Linked DNA regions of Gossypium hirsutum: region 1 is linked to region 2. A link is a contact called in public Hi-C data. All regions are on one chromosome and are shown on one strand. The core of a region is the stretch at or near the end of the contact, and the rest is flanking DNA. Distances in the headings are between cores, read along the strand shown. Region 1 holds the start of LOC107915329 (pentatricopeptide repeat-containing protein At3g63370, chloroplastic). Region 2 holds the start of LOC121220260.

What was found. A called contact is a pair of places that touch in the nucleus more often than the background predicts.
Region 1: a Hi-C map of leaf shows a contact between it and region 2, with 1.6 times the contacts expected there. The contact joins the promoter of LOC107915329 here to the promoter of LOC121220260 in region 2. A contact is called at or near these places in 2 of 34 Hi-C or Micro-C datasets (callus and leaf).

Annotation. Positions count from the first base shown.
Region 1 is chrD08:9,378,103-9,380,802 of Gossypium_hirsutum_v2.1, reverse strand. It overlaps LOC107915329 (pentatricopeptide repeat-containing protein At3g63370, chloroplastic), which reads left to right and starts at 1,377. Exons shown (of 1, transcript XM_016844496.2): 1 at 1,377-2,700. The coding sequence starts at 1,415. It overlaps TRNAK-UUU (transfer RNA lysine (anticodon UUU)), which reads right to left and starts at 1,285; the gene lies at 1,213-1,285.
Region 2 is chrD08:9,241,992-9,244,691 of Gossypium_hirsutum_v2.1, reverse strand. It overlaps LOC121220260, which reads right to left and starts at 1,270. Exons shown (of 2, transcript XM_041099804.1): 1 at 1,073-1,270; 2 at 1-525. LOC107915283 (a long non-coding RNA gene) reads left to right here and starts at 2,491. Exons shown (of 4, transcript XR_001689245.2): 1 at 2,491-2,700.

The DNA of each region.
Region 1 (2,700 bases), core at 128-2,627, 140 kb before region 2:
TTTATGTGAATGCGAAAGTTGATTAGTGACTATATGTGTCAAAGTAAAAACTATAAGTTACAAAATTAATTTAAATGATTTTATGTTTTGGAAAATGAATTGAAAGTTTAAGTATATTAGTGAAAGAAACTATGTGAATAAATATTATTAAAATATTATTTGAATTGTATATATATCAAAATGGTAAGATTGAATCTAGTTAAGTACTTACTAGCTATTCATGTAGCTTAACGCATTTGTTTTAAATGCATAGGTGATAGATAAGTTTTGAAAAGAGTTGAGGATTGCTACTTCAGTTCGAATCACATCAGTCCTCAGGCTTCAAGCTCAAGGCATTTGGTATATATATTTTGGGTTTTAGTTTAGCATGTACTAAGGTTTATTAGTAAAAAAAAAGTGAATTATGTATGAATAATAATGTTTTGTTCTATAAGTTACCTTGATTGTAATGAAACAAGAATATGTTTAAGTGGTGAGTTTAATGTTTAAATGTAACATCTTTTACTTGGATTGGGTGAGGGGTGTTACAAACTAAATTGACAAGTTTTGTAAATTTGAGACTAAATTTATTGAATTTTTAGACTTTGAACTAAAATGACAAATTTTTGTAAACATTGAAGACTATTTGTTGAGTTTTTTAGATTTATGATCAAGTTGATAGAATGTGTAAAAATTGTAAGGCTAAATTTGTTATTAGGCCAATAAAAATGGCCCACATTAGTTCTTCATCACTCGTTTAATAACGACATCTAATTGGAGAGTGATTAAAATATTTAATTTCGAAAAGTTGAGTGGTTAAATAAAAATAATAATAGTAGAGTGGCTAAAATAGAACTAAAGATATAGTTGGATGGCTATTCTTGTAGTTTACCTTAATACTTTAAAAGAAAATATTTAATACACTAGTAGTGGAGTTTTTAGACTCCACAGTAGGATTAAGGAGTTGAGAGGTATCCTATAAAGTATAGTGAAATATTAAAAATATATATTTAAAAAGAAACACATAATAACTTTTTAAAACTATTTATAAAATAAAAAAATGCACAACCAATATATCAAATATTAACCTTTTAACTTTAAACATAAAAGAAAAAAAAACCGTCAAAAGAATGTTCTATTTTTCCTTTTTCTCTTCTCTCTCTTCTCCACGTGACCAGATCTTAAAAGACAACAAGAAAATTTAAAATTGAGCTAATGAAATTATCAACAAAACGCCGTCTGTGGGAATCGAACCCACGACCACGTGGTTAAAAGCCACGCGCTCTACCGGCTGAGCTAAGACGGCTTGTGATTTTGACAATTATTATTTATTATATTAATCAATTGAAAATGTTTTTCCATAACAATACCATTGATCATGCGACTGCAGTCTTATCCTACACTGAGCGTCGTCCTCTCCTGCGCTTTCCCTCTAATGCCCGCTTCTTTGGCTCATCTGCACACTAATAATTGCTCTTCAATTTTCGCTCACCCCCCTATGTTAATCCAAACACAAATAAACCCTACTCTCAAAATCCCATCTTTTTCTCGTAAACCCATCCAAACCCATACTTTAAAGGATATTTGCCTTCGAGGAAACCTCAAGGAAGCATTTCAATCGCTCCCAGTTTCATCCAATGATCACCCGGACGAGACTTATGCCCCGGTTCTTGAAGTTTGTGCTCAAAAGAAAGCTCTTTCTCAAGGGCTACAAATTCACGCCCACATGATAAAGTCTTGTTCCGTCTCTGAATCCGTGTTTTTAGCTACTAAGCTTGTGTTTATGTATGGGAAATGCGGGTCAGTTCGGAATGCCGAGAAAGTGTTTGATCAAATGGGTCAACGAAGTATTTTTACTTGGAATGCTATGATTGGAGCTTATGTTTCAAATGGGAAACCTTTTGAAGTTCTTCAAACCTATAAAGAAATGCGGGTTTTGGGAGTTTCTCTTGATGCTTATAGTTTTCCTTCTCTGCTTAAAGCTAGTGGTTTGCTAAAAAATCTCTATTTAGGGTCTGAAATTCATGGTCTGGCTGTCAAGTTTGGGTATGATTCTACTGTTTGTGTTGTCAATTCTTTAGTTGCTATGTATGCCAAATGTGATGATCTTTTTGGAGCAAGGAGATTATTCGGGAGAATAGACCAAAAAGACGATGTAGTTTCATGGAATTCTATAATTTCAGCATATTCTTCAAATGGAAGATCTATGGAAGCATTGGAACTTTTCAGGGAAATGCAAAAGGCTGGTCTTGACTCTAATACTTACACTGTTGTTGCTTGTCTTCAGGCTTGTGAAGATTATTCCTTTAGGAAATTAGGTAAGGAGATACATGCTGCTGTGTTGAAATCAGCTCAGCTTCTTGATGCTTATGTTGCTGGTGCTTTGGTTGCTATGTATGTCAGGTGTTGTAAGATGAGTGAGGCTGTAAGAACTTTTAACAAATTGGAAGAAAAGGATAAAGTAGCCTGGAATTCTGTGCTTACTGGGTTTATCCAAAATGGTATGTGCAGTGAAGCTTTGCATTTCTTCCATGATTTTCAGAATGCTGGTGAAAAACCTGACCAGGTTACAGTAATAAGCATCCTGGTAGCTTGTGGGCGATTGGGTTACCTATTGAATGGTATGGAATTGCATGCTTATGCAATAAAAAATGGATTTGATTTAGATTTGCAGGTTGGAAATACTCTTATAGATATGTATGCAAAGTGTTCTTGTGTGAA
Region 2 (2,700 bases), core at 21-2,520:
CTCAGTACAGCTGAGGGAAGAAGAGAGGTAGCAGCTATTGCTAAAAAGTGATATCATGCCTCACCTGGTAATACCTACCCTTATTTATACAACAATACCCAATGTCATTCATCCGAATGGTACCTAAATTGTGGCTAGCCCACCAAGTATCCACGAAGGACCACAGGTGTCCTTTTCTCCCGTTGGGGTCTGTTACTTCCTAACGGTTTGCCAGGTGGATCTTCATTGTTGCTTGTGCTTGGCATAGGGGCAGGGTTAAGGTCCATTACACAATTCTTCCGGTTTACATATGGAGGCAATGGTCTAACGTCCTTCCCTTTCACCGTCTCCACCACCCGTCTGCCTTCACAGTCTGTAAACAGTTTGTACCTAACAATATAGTAGTCACCATCTGCTGAAAGAATATTACCAGTAAACCAGGAACCACATGGATCATCTTCTCTTCTCAAAACCTCCACCAAGTTCCCTTTTCTGAACTTCATTTTTCTTTTGAACTCTTATTATGCTTGATCCTGAAAAACAAGACTTAAATATAAAACAAAGTTAATACCACTATGATATTGTGATTGCTAAAAGAGATCTAAGAGTGATCCTGAGTCGAGTGGAAAGGAGCTCAATGCCAAGCAAAATTTTGAGATCGAATCTTGTGGATGGAAAGAAAACAGTGGAGAGAGTTTTATCCCGTTTTGGGGGTCTAATTCCCAAAACATTCAATTGCAAAATATGAAAATTGTAATCTTCAAGAACTCCATGAAACTAGCTTATATAGAGATATAATCAAAGCTAATTAGAAAAAATAAGATTGATGCTACAAACAGGGAACATTCTGCAAACCAAACTCATATGAACTCATTCAGCCAACAGTTTTCAAAAACATCAATCAACCCATGGTTTTGCAATCCTCAAAAACACCCAGAAAAAAGGAAACTGAAATAATTAAAAGAACTAGCACTTACCCAGAGTTGAACATCCTAAAATTATGAACTATAATAAATAAATAAAAAACAAAATTAGAAATTGAAAAGGAGTTCCAATTCAATTGAAAACTTTTAATTAATTGAATGGGACTGACCTGAGAGTAAAAGTGAAGAAATGAAAACGAACAGGACGCAGTTTAGTTGCGATCATGACCACATCCTTACGCAAAATTGGTTTATCTTGCGCTCTCTTTTGATTATTATTTAAGTAAAAAAAAAACCTACTAATCAAAGATCAACTCATTTTTGAAGAAAAAAATGATGGGGATAATTCATAGTTTTAGACAAAATCTTTGCCGTGTCGGACCATAGATTTCATTACAACCTCAGAATGGACGTGCCTTATGAGACCATTAAAAAAACAGGTCTTTAATTCCTGTACAAAATCATGATTAAGCATAAATTCCATCATGATTATTTGGACTTTGATTATATTATATTTTTAAAAAATCATTGTTATTTGAAATTAATGCTACATTGACAGCAATAAACTAGCTTCTCCTCTTTAAACTTAGAAATAGTTTATAGTTGAAAATTACTTCAAAGCTTGACAAAAAGGTCATTTCCCATAAGGGCATTTTGGACTTTGTTGCATATGTATGACGTAAAATAACAAATGCCCTTATCATATCTTTTCCATGGTTTTGAAGATTTTCAAATTCCATCCCCTAAATAAAAATTTTACTTGTGCTCGTAAGTAGGGCTAAATATCTAATTAAAAAAAATTTAAAAATTATTTTTAATCCGGTTTAATTTTATTAAATTTGGATTATTATAATTTAAATATATTTGAACCGATTTTCGGTTTACAAAATAAAAAAATGATATAATAATAAATTTAGTTATTAATGTTTATATGTTTTTTAAGTGACTCTTACTTTTTAAAAGCTAAATTTAGCCATCAACATTTCAACATTTCAAAAAGAGTCGTATCATTTTTTTTCTAAAGGAAATGATGATTAAAACATTAAATTTTAACATTGTTGGCGTGATAACTTACATGTCGACCTGTTCATGGGCTAGGCCACCTAGCCCAGCTTGAAGGCCCGCTCAAAAAATGAGAGGATTTCGGGCCTTGGGTAAAGCTTTTTTGGCTTGAGCCCGGCCTGAATATGCAAAAGAAAAAAAAATTGCAATTATTATTTTTTATTTTTATTGTTTTGTTGTTATTTTATTGTTGGCTTTTTCACTATTTTGTTACTATTTTACAATTATGTTGCTGCTATTTTGTTGTTATTATTTAGATATTGTATAACTTTTATTTTATTGTTAAATTTATTACTATTTTAGAGACATTTGCTTGTTAAGTTGCACATATCTTTTTTTTTTGAAAAATCAGACTGATATATTAATGAAAAAAAAATAAAAATGGGCTAATAAATCCACAAGCCCACCAAAAAATAAATACAAAACCCAACAGTGGCAAAAACTTAAAATTATTACCAAAGAAATAGACGAATTAAAACTAAACAGAAAATTAAAATAAACTTCTAATCTGATAACAGTTGGAATCCAATCAGCATTACCATAATTATTGCACCGATTTCCAAAATCCCACATTCCTGTTTTCTTCCTATGCAGAGACCCTCTATCAAACAGCCCTCAATCAGGTTCCCTCATTCTCCGTTGATCCACCTCAATGTTCCTTGCTTAAGGACCCTTCCGATCATTTATGCTCGCGATTCTCCTTTCATCGCTTCTCTAGCTAAGTTGTGAGCCATAG